Linked DNA regions of Mus musculus: regions 2 and 3 are each linked to region 1. The links are chromatin contacts, called in public promoter capture Hi-C maps. All regions are on one chromosome and are shown on one strand. The core of a region is the stretch at or near the end of the contact, and the rest is flanking DNA. Distances in the headings are between cores, read along the strand shown. Region 1 overlaps Prpsap1 (phosphoribosyl pyrophosphate synthetase-associated protein 1). Region 2 overlaps Llgl2 (LLGL2 scribble cell polarity complex component). Region 3 overlaps Sec14l1 (SEC14-like lipid binding 1).

Evidence for each region. Capture Hi-C pulls out chosen DNA fragments and counts their contacts.
Region 2: a promoter capture Hi-C map of liver shows a contact between it and region 1, with 3 times the contacts expected there. The contact joins two enhancer-like sites. A contact is called at or near these places in 1 of 39 promoter capture datasets (hippocampal neurons), 1 of 15 datasets of contacts at CTCF or cohesin (large pre-B cells) and 1 of 9 other capture datasets (liver).
Region 3: a contact with region 1 is called in a promoter capture Hi-C map of liver. The contact joins two enhancer-like sites. A contact is called at or near these places in 2 of 9 other capture datasets (liver and pancreatic islet).

The regions. Positions count from the first base shown.
Region 1 is chr11:116,474,206-116,478,009 of GRCm38.p6, reverse strand. Prpsap1 (phosphoribosyl pyrophosphate synthetase-associated protein 1) reads left to right here. Exons shown (of 10, transcript NM_026364.1): 7 at 663-808. Among named protein-coding and RNA genes, the nearest start is that of Prpsap1, 14 kb to the left of the region's middle. Within about 2 kb of position 1,674, at least 36 of the 459 cell types and tissues checked have an H3K27ac peak or open chromatin away from gene starts, as enhancers often do. A contact at or near this core is called in liver, where this site is marked.
Region 2 is chr11:115,840,885-115,844,185 of GRCm38.p6, reverse strand. It overlaps Llgl2 (LLGL2 scribble cell polarity complex component), which reads right to left. Exons shown (of 26, transcript NM_145438.2): 3 at 772-869. Among named protein-coding and RNA genes, the nearest start is that of Myo15b, 15 kb to the left of the region's middle. Within about 2 kb of position 1,810, at least 116 of the 459 cell types and tissues checked have an H3K27ac peak or open chromatin away from gene starts, as enhancers often do. A contact at or near this core is called in liver, where this site is marked.
Region 3 is chr11:117,126,509-117,130,082 of GRCm38.p6, reverse strand. The region is part of intron 2 of Sec14l1 (SEC14-like lipid binding 1); the gene reads right to left. Among named protein-coding and RNA genes, the nearest start is that of Sec14l1, 13 kb to the right of the region's middle. Within about 2 kb of position 1,647, at least 84 of the 459 cell types and tissues checked have an H3K27ac peak or open chromatin away from gene starts, as enhancers often do. A contact at or near this core is called in liver, where this site is marked.

The sequences.
Region 1 (3,804 bases), core at 425-2,924:
TGTGGGGATCCAGGGCCGTCCCAGTGTGGCCAGTAAGAAAGAGCGCATGGGTTCTCCTTTCCTGCCTCACTGTCAGGTCCACTCAGCAGCTTCATCTCCAGACATCACGGGTGCCTCGCACTGTGCTGCTCGGGCTGGAATTCTCCCAGTCTTCAGGGAGACAGTGACTGAGCACTTAGCAGTGATCTTATTGAAGACAGTGCGTCCTTTGTGTACACCGGGCTTTTTTCAGGCTCCCTTCATAGCTGAGGATGACCTGGAAATTCTGACCTTGCTGCCTTTCCTTCTGGAATGCTGCAATTAGGAGAGTCACTATGCCCTGTTTATATAGTGCTGGGAATCAAACCCACAACCCTACGCATGCCAGATGAGCACTCTACCAACTAAGCCACATCTCCAGTCTGCCCCTGATTTTTGAAACATTGTTTTGAACAAGGTTCTGGAAATAGCTTTAAGGAATACTGGGGAGAGAAACCCCAAATTATCGAGACTCCAACAGTAGCCCTTGAGGCGTTTATCTTCTGGCCTGGTTTATAGAAATGGTTCTTTGTGCCCCCTCAAAGACTGAATGCGGGTTCTGTCTTGTGATCACTAGAGCGGGGCCGTGGGCTGGGCCTTCTTCCCATCAGTGTCACCGTGGCCAACCATTGTCTTCTTCTCAGGGCTCAGTCCTATGCTGAAAGGCTCCGCCTGGGGCTGGCTGTGATCCACGGAGAAGCGCAGTGTACAGAGCTGGATATGGACGACGGTCGGCACTCCCCACCCATGGTCAAGAACGCCACGGTGCACCCAGGCCTGGAGCTGCCCTGTAAGATTGCACCACCTTTGCTTGTGAACAGGAGACAATTCCGAATCTGTGACTCTTGGTGTGAATTAGAGGCTCTTTGAGCTGTTTAGCGCTCTTTAAGTAATCGAGTGTATTGCCTTGGCTTCCCCATTCATAAAAGAGGAGTTAGGGGTTCCCTCACCCAGCACAGTTGGCTAGAGCGGCTTGTAAGTGTGAGTGTGTACCTTTAGTGCGCAGCTGTGTGTGACGGTGTGGAGCCCAGAGCCTTTGGTTGTACTTTGGTAATTGGCATGGCTTTGGGGTTTTGGCCATTAGGCCTCTTTACCATTTGTTTGTTTTAGTTGGGCAGGTCTTGGACCTGGTATCTGACTAAATTGCTGCTCTTACTCCAAATGGGTGAGCAGCTCACTTCCACAGACACTCTGGCACTGACGAGGGCTGTACACTGCAGAGAGGCCTAAGGGGTTTACAGAAAAGAGAGTACATCTGCCCCGGAAACGGTCACAGAGTAGCAGGGAGAAGTAGTTTTGCAGTTGATTTCGGGGCCACTGGCTCAAGTGTAGGTACTCCCCGTCTGTTAAAAGGAGTGTATAATATGCTTTTAGCTTTACTTGGATTTTTGCTTTTTGAGGTTTCATTATTTTACATTTTTTAGTGCTAGACACTGAATTTGGCTGTAAAAAGTACGGGTGTGCACTGCTGTCTTCAGTCTGTAGACAGAACAGTGGTGTATGCTTCCTGTGGCTTGAGCCTGGGCCGTGGGTCTCACCCTGGACTCCCCCAAGGACTGTCACCTAAGCTTCAGGCCTTATCACTCCCCAGGGTCCTGTAGAGCAAGATGAAAAACCTTTGTCTTTTTGTTTTGGGTTTTGGCCCAGGGCCTGGTCTGTGGCTGCACATTGCACATAGTTGGCGAGTCTGTAGCCTTATTTAATCCAGAGTGGCTCCTCTGTGCTTAGTCTCGATGACCTTGATCCAGAGGGCAGCACAAGCCAGTTATTTTGTAGATTGTCCCTTAATTGAGACTTGTTTATGTCCTCGTGCTTAGATGCAAATTTGCGTATTTGGCAGGAATGCCACAGGAAACACGTGATGTGTCCCGTTGCTGGAGCGGCTGATTTCGGCGTCTTGGTTAAAATGGTGTCTGGCGGCCTTCTTACTAGGACAGTTACCTTTTTTTCTCTTTGTCAGTCGTGTGCTGTGAATCCCCACCTCCCTCAGACTTAGCCTGTATGTATTGTTCTCACCAACTCAGTTAGAGTGTCCTGATTATTGGCAGATGGCCTCTTTTCTTTGCTGCTGCTGGATTTAAGACAATCTTGCTTTGCAGCCTGGGTTGGGCTTTTGAGATTCCCTAACCAGTTGCAGGGCAAGATTACTAACACACACCACCACGCTTGGGTCGGGGAGCACTCAGGTGCCTGCAGAGGCCAAAAGAGAGTGGCAGATTCCTTGTGGGCATTTGTGAGCTGTGTACTGTGGATGCTGGATCCACGACGGAGCAGCAAGCATCCTTAGCCGTCGAGCCATCTCCAGCCACCCATACCCCACTCACCTTTTTTTGTTTTTTTGGTTTTTTTTTGGTTTTTTAAGACAGGGTTTCTGTAGACCAGGCTGGCCTCGAACTCAGAAATCCGCCTGCCTCTGCCTCCCAAGTGCTGGGATTAAAGGAGTGTGCCACCACGCCCGGCCCACATGCCTTTTTAAGATGGTATCTAACTGTGTTGCCTACCTGGGCTCAGACTTTTGGACTGAAGTACACTTGTCTTGGCCTCCCTCGTTCCCTCATAGCTACAACTTCACACCACTTTACACAAGGAACCTGGAGCTAAGTTCTGTTGAGAGGACCTTGATATGTGCCCAGGCTGGCCTGAAATTCTCAATGCTCCTGCCGTCCCCTCTTGAATGCTAGGATTATCATCTGTCACCATGCCAGGCTGTCTAAATTCAAGAGATTGCCCTGATTCTGATGGGAAACAAAGACAGATATATTAAAATTGGACCAGAAAGTGGTGGTGGTGGGGGGGTTGTCTGTCTGTCTCATGTGGCCCAGGCTGGCCTCAGACTGGTTATATAACTAAAGGTTACTTAGAACTTCTGATCTGCTGCCTCATCTTCCTGAGTACTAGAGTCAGGATGGTGTTGCTGCTGCCATCCCAGTTTTATGTGGTGTTGGGGAATCAAACCAAGGAAGAAGCTTAGGCGCGCTGGGCAGGCCTGCTCCTGGCTGAGCTGTCCCCAGCCCTGGCTGGTCTGTGCTGTTGCTTGGAGAACAGTCTCTCATAGCCTATTGTCAGTTATTAATGGTTTTTTTTTTTTTTTTAAGATTTATTTATTACATGTAAGTACACTGTAGCTGTCTTCAGACACACCAGAAGAGGGCGTCAGATCTCGTTATAGATGGTTGTGAGCCACCATGTGGTTGCTGGGATTTGAACTCTGGACCTTCGGAAGAGCAATCAGGTGCTCTTACCCACTGAGCCATCTCACCAGCCCTATGAATGGGTTTATTAAGTATATAGCAAGCCGAAGTAAAAGGATAGGGAGGGAGGGAAAAATAGATAGATGATTGATTGATTGATTGATTGATTGATAATGAAGAGAGGAACCCTCTCTGCTGCACCCAAATAAGAACAGAGAGAAAAAAGGAACACAAGTGGGTGATCACATCATTAAATTGGGTGCCCACCCCACCCCGTCCAGCAGGAACCAGGGAAGCCTGAGTTCCGTTCCGATTGAGCCTCCCACCATAGTGGCTCCCTGCATCCCTCTCCCACTGTGTGCAAGGGGGGGGTGTGTGTGTGTCTCCTTCCTCCCCGTCACACAGTTGAGCAGAGTAGTGCATCCCCAGAACTTGGAGACCTTGTGGATACAAACATTCTTGCATTTGAAATATGGTATAAGGGGGACCAGGGGTGGAGACAGCCATGCTTCCAGAGAACTCTCAGTGAGTTCAAACAGCACAGGACAGTTTACCAGTATGATACACATTACAGTTGACTTGTACTTGAAATGGA
Region 2 (3,301 bases), core at 561-3,060, 630 kb after region 1:
TGAGCTGTAACAACAGGCCTATCACCTGTCACCTGGTGGCACCTATGAGAACATGGGGCGCGGTAGGGGGGCACCCCCAGCGGCCTTGCCCTGAGAGTTGGCACCAGCAATTGGCAACCAGGATGTGATCCTGGCTGGTAATGATTAACCGCTGGGGTAAGGTTGAACTATATAATAACAAGGCTCTGGCCTCGGCCTCCTGTGTATACACCAGCCCAGCCCACCTGGGCTGTCACTTAGGCTGGGTCAGAATAGCAGGAGCCTAGGGGGAGGACTTTGTGGCAGGAGATCACAGCTCAGCTACCCAAGGTGGGCCCCTGTCTCCCAACTTCTCTAGGCCTCTTAGCAGCGGGTGTAGGTTAGACATCAGGAATACCAGGTGTTGTCCAGGACTTCAGAGAAGTTGTCCCAGGGTGGAGCCTCCCTGCTGAAACCACCTGTATCCCAGACACCCCCTGCTGTGGACAAAAGACTATACAACTAGCTTGGACAACGTGGTAGTCACCCAGGGCCCTACAATCAAGTATACAAGTCAAGGGGGGGGGACGGGGGGGGGGGGAACGGGGACGTGAGTAACCAGAGAAGAGAAGATATACCCATTCTGTGCTCTAAGGACACACAGCTCGCGGTGCTAAATTCTCACCCTGCTCTTGGACCAAGCGCCCAAGATGAAGCAGGGTAAGACTGGCTCTCTCCAGATCTCACCTACCCCACATACACATAGAGATCACCTTGGCCTCACCCCATGGCAACAGGCACTGGAAAGGATACAGCTTGACAGCTCCAGAGCGGGTTCCGATGGCCAGGATGCGCAGCGAAGGGCTATAGCCAAGGGCGCTGGGCTGGTGTGGGAAGCCATGCTCCACTGTCTGAAATGAGAAGCATGTGGGCTGGGCCTATAGGCGAGTCCTTTGAATCCCCATGATCCCCCAGGGTTGGGGCTGGGCTGTGGAGTCACAGCTCAATCAGGGAAAGGGGGCTCTGAGCTCTGCACCTCCTCAGCTTGGAGTTAAAACAGGACTCATTTATGTCTGTAGTCCAGATCTCTAGTTGTCCTCTTGACCACTACACATACACCTACCTACATGAGAGTACACACAGTATACAACTATATAACCACATGTATAGTTACGCACATATATCATTTTGAAGGGCTGGGGGAGACAGGGACCCTGGAACTCACTATGTAGGCTATCAGGCTGGCTAGAGATCCACCTGCCACTGCCTCCCTAGTGCTGGGATTAAAGGGGTGTTGTGCACAGTGTACAGTTTTTGAAAAAAATACAGAGCTCTGACTGGATCGCATGGCATGAACACTTCCCCGCGTGTTCATGGACATGTATAGCTTTCCAGGTTATCTGCGTGCGATCACCCAATGGCTAAAGGCTTTACAAGGAGCTGAAAATGGCTGGAGAACATCCCGGAGGGGTCACTGCCTCCCTCCCAGGGTTCCCAATGCCAGCCACCCTGGTGACCAGGTCTAGGTTTCTGTCCCTGCCTGCAGCTCTGGGCCTTTTTCACCGTTGGTGTGCAAGGAGCTACAGACAGGAGGTGCGAATGCCAACAGCTGATGTCAAAGCATTGCTCAGCAGGCCTGGGCTTCTGCTTCCCAACAGCTACCTACCCTACGGCACTGACTCTGCTGCAGTAGGCTGAAGCAGGGCCCAATGGCAACTGCCTTGTAAGTTACTGAGCTAAATCCGCAGTGTGCAGAAGGAGTCAGCTTCCAGACTCCAGTCAGTGTTACCAGGAGCCCTATCAGAGCCCCAGCAGCACAGAGAGATAAGCCCTGGCGACAGCAGGAGAAAACTCAAGGGCCACACCTCCCCAGAGTCCAGCCCAGTGGCTCATGGGAGGAGGCCAGGGCAGGGAGGACAGCTCTAACAAATGCCTCCTTTAGGGGATCCCTGAGGATGACAGGGTGGGTAGACAGGGCAGGAACACAGTCTGCCTTGCAAATGGCCATACCTGGATGGCCGGCCAGGAATGCAAGACCCCAGGCGGAGGGCCCCAGCCAGTCCCAGTCCCTGTTCAGCTATGTGAAAAATGCAGGGCCTGGGGAGATAGCTGAGTGTCTGGAATGCAAACATTTCCCAGAAAAAGGAGAGCAGAGAAATCACACAGGCTGTGTGGGACAAGCTCTCCCGGGGCCCTGCGAGGCCTTGGCTGATCCCAGGTTACTGAAGCCTGGAGAAGAGATAGAGACCAGGAGAGAGCTCCAAGCTCTTAATTTAGCCATTTCCCCATTACCACCAGCAGTGGCTTTGGAATGTAGAATTTGGAGGACTGGGGGGTGGGGTGGGGGATAAACCCTCAGGAGCTGAAGGCCCAGTAGGAGGCCCCACTCCCTGAGCAGCCTAGGACAGCAGTCAAGCGGCCAAGGCTCACTTGTATCAAGAAGATGATATTTAAAGTTTCTCTTATTTCAGCCAATTTAAAGTGTGAACGGATATTCAAACTGTGCACAGTGGTTCCCGCCTGTAATCCCAGCACTCAGGGGGAGCGAAGGCATGAAAGTCAGGAGTTCAAGGGCAGCCTAGGTTATACAGTAAATTCCAGGCCAGCCTGGGCTACAGGCTGTCTCAAAAATCAAACAACTATAAAACAACAACAACAAAAGGAAGAAAGTACATTTGGTTCTGCCACAGTGAAGTGTCTTTACTAAAACAACCTGAAGGGAGGCCAACCTCGGGCCTCACCTTACATCTCCAATCTCAAACTCTTAAGACAGAGCTTTTCAAAGAGTTTATTTTACAACTGAGACTGTTATAAAGTGTAAAAAAAAAAAAAAAATCAGAATTTAGAGACTTAGTATCAACAAAACAAAGCAAATTAGGGACTGGAGTGATGGCTAGTCCATTAAGAGACTCCTCTCCCAGAGGATCTGTGTTAGATTCCCAGCATCCACATGGCGGCTCACACCAGTCTCTGAGTCCAGTTCCAGGGGACCCAGCGCCCTCTTCTGGCCTCTATGGGCAGTGCATGCATATGATAAATAGACATACATGTAGGCACATACACAAACAAAAAATAAAAACAAAAAATAAAAAAATAAACATAAAAAAAATCTTTCCCGGGGCTGGAGAGATGGCTCAGTGGTTAAGAGCGCCGACTGCTCTTCCAAAGGTCCCGAGTTCAAATCCCAGCAACCACATGGTGGCTCATAACCATCCATAATGAAATCTGATGCCCTCTTCTGGAGTGTCTAAAGACAGCTACAGTGTACTTACATATAAATAAATTAATTAATTAAAAAAAAATCCTTCCCCAAACACACACACACACACACACACACACACAA
Region 3 (3,574 bases), core at 398-2,897, 650 kb before region 1:
ACACATGGCAGGTACTTGACTGACTTATGCTGTGCCACCTAAAAGACAGAGACTAGGAGGGCCATGAAACACCAAGGAGGGACGCTGAGGAAGGAGGGCACTGACTGGCATAGCAGAGCACAGGTGAGACCAGAGGGGTCTGAGGAGGAAAGAGATCAGGGGAAACGGCGGAAGGTCTCTTAAAGCAAGACTCTAAACTGGCCCCTGGGCAACTGTGCACTGCCTAAAGGTGCAGAGGGGAGCTTGGGCTGTGTGCAGCCGGCCCACTCTGGTTTGCAGCAGTCTGCCCCCGCCCCCGCCCCTTTGCTCTTAGCTTTGCACAAGCTGGTTCAGCAGCAGGCTCCCTGTCAGCCACAGAGCAAGCCAGGCTGGTCGCCAGGCCAGGCCAGGCCAGACGTGCTCATCAGACAGCCTGTGGAGACGGCTTTGATGCCCACTGCACACTTGAGAACCAGCACAAGGGGAAGAGATGTGTCGGCTCTCCAGAAAACCAGCAGATTCCGGAAGGCGGTGCACTGGGCCGTCTTGGAATCGTTTCCCACCCCCAGTGACACATGGTCCTCCTTTGCCTCACTGCTACACAGTTAATACTTGCTAAGTTTCTTCAGAGTTCTAAACTTTTGGACCACAAGTGGTGGTTCACCCCTGTAATCCCAACACTGAGGCAGGAGGATTACAAGATCGAAGCCTGCCTAGGCTATGCATTGGAGGACAACTCCCCATGTCCAGCAACCTCTGAGGACCACAGCACCCAAGTGCTATACACACAGGTCAGCTATCTGTGTTTAGCATTCCTCAGGCAACAAACCTCCATCGGGACAGGAGCAGACCAATACAAGGGCGTGCCCCTCCCCTGCAATGCCAATTGCTGGCTTGATTTCAAACAAAACCCAGTTTAAGGGTCTGGTTGATATGGATCCCTGAGGGAATCTGCACTGGGGGCACGTACAAACCCTCCAGTAGTTACTGACTGGCTGACAGACTGGCTTCAAACTCTGCATCGTCACAGCCTACGTGCTTGGTGCTGAGATTATAGGTGCTTGCCACACTCACCCACAGTTAACAAATGAACCCCTTTAAAAGAGAAAGTATAGCCGGGCAGTGGTGGCACATGCCTTTAATCCCAGCACTTGGGAGGCAGAGGCAGGCGGATTTCTGAGTTTGAGGCCAGCCTGGTCTACAGGGTGAGTTCCAGGACAGCCAGGGCTACACAGAGAAACTCTGTCTCAAAAAAAAACAAAAAAAAGAGAGAAAGAGAGAGAGAGAGAGAGAGGGAGAGAGAGAGAGAGAGAGAGAGAAACTATTCCTTCAATCCCAAGTATTGACCAGTTCCTTTATTATAATGGTATTCAAGCAGGTACAGTAGAGGAGGCCCGTGTGCTGGCACCGGCACTCCCAGCTGCTCACGGAGGCTGAGGTGGAAGGACCACACATCAGCCAGGAGCTTGAGCCAGGCTGGTCAACACGGCCAGACCCTGCATTAAAAACAATCAGGCAAGAAAACTGGAAGGCAGGGACACCTCACACAAGGACAAGCTCCAGTGACAACACACTTGCTTGACGTGGCAGCCAGCAGAAGACAGCTCATCCGGGATACAAACCATGAGTCTGGCAGCTCCTTCGGACAGGCCCTAGCCCTGGCTCTTTGCTGAGCAGGCTGCAGACTGCTCCTCCCACCACTTTCCCGTTTCAATCCTCGTCCCGCAGCTCAGGCCCACAAAGTAGCTCATGCTATACTTGGCTCTAACACAGCAGCAGCATGTTAATCCACTCTTTGTGTTTGCTTTCAACTATTAAACCAGCATTATCTGCTGTTCACAAAAATACAGCAAGCCACTGCTGCCCGACAGTGCCTGGCCAGATACATGGGAAAGCCAGAGCTCTCTGAGTGCTGACACGCATTCTTCAGTTATCAAAATAAACGACCAGTGATAGTCTCAGAGTTAGAGGACACCAGCGCTGCAGGCAGCTCTCTCAGTAGGCAGAACCCTCTCCTAGAATCCTAGGACAGAGGACTCCGGGCCTCCACCACAGGCCACGTGTGTGGCAGCAGGCATTTGATATGTCTACAACTTTAGTACTTGAGAGGTGGAGGCAGAGGGTGAGGAGGGAGTCCAAGGTCACTGTCTCACACACTGGGAGCTGGAGGCCAGCATAGGTTAAAGATCCTGACCTAAAAAGAGAAAAATAGAAAGGTAAGCTAGAGCAAACAGAGCAGACGGCACATAAATGCACCTCCGTCCGTTCTGCACGGTGAAGCCCCACTTAGCAGAACTGTTTGACTTCTCGGTGTAAAAGATAATCCGTGGCCTTCAGGAAAGCATTTGGTGTTCCAGGGAACTGCAGCTGTCAGCTTTAAAAATGCCATGTGCTTGCCCACATAAAAGAATGCAATGAGCTATGGAAATATTATCTAGTGTCATGAACTAGAATCAAAGCCTCGTGGAGTCGGCGGTGGCGCCAGCACAGTTCCCATAGTGCACTGCTATAGGTCTGCAGCTTCGCAGAGCCTGGGGGGCTCAGGCTTAAGTCACACTCAGCAGAAGACAGGAAGTCAAGCGCAGTTCAGACTGGCCCAGAACCTTGAGGGAGCAGGGCCACCTGAGGAAAGCTCTTGTATTGCCACAGTCATTTCTCCAAAACGGCAGGGCTCACCAGTTCTCCCCATGGGACACTCCTGTGTCATCTCACTTCCACAGCAGGCTACCCGGGAAAGCCAGTGCTGCGTGGCAAGGCCTGGGTTTGAGCCCCAATACCACAGAAAGGAAAGATGAGCCCGACATCACAGCTGTACTTGGAATGACTACACCAAAGTCTGAGGCTATCCCATGTAAGGGATGAGGCTAGACCTGGGCTGGCCTGCACAAGCGTCAACCCCAGTACTCAGATCAGACCCTGTCCTTAAGCCAACAAGCTCAAGACAAAACACTCCTGGGAAGCATGTAATTATATCATTTTTTTTTTTGGTTAATATTACAGCAAAAATTTTTTAAATGTGCAGTATGGTGCTGGAGAGATGGCTCAGTGGTTAAGAGCACTTGCTGTCTTACAGAGGACCTGGATTTAGTTCCCAGCACCCACATGGTGGCCCACGACAGCATATATGAACACCCCTCCATTCCAAGGGATCTGGCACTCTCTGGACCCTGCAGGCACCAGGCACACACATGGTACACAGACAGACACACAGGCAAAACGCATACACATATAAAATAAAAATAAATCTTAACAAACTCAAAAGTACAGCCCAGGGGTTGACACAGTAACTCAGAAGGTAAAGGCATGTGAACACAGGTGTGACCCCAAGAGCCTCACAGTGGAAGAGTGAGAAACTCCAGCCAGGTGTCTGCTCGCTTCCACACACATGTGCATACATTAGACACACAGAATAACACCTTTAAAATGTTTGTTTACAGTGTGCATTACACCCCATAGTCAAAAGGTAGAAGCAGCCCAAGTGTTCATCAATAAATGAACTGATGTGCACACACAGTGGACTACACTATGAACTGATGTGCACACACAGTGGACTACACTATGAACAGATGTGCACACACACTGGACTACACTATGA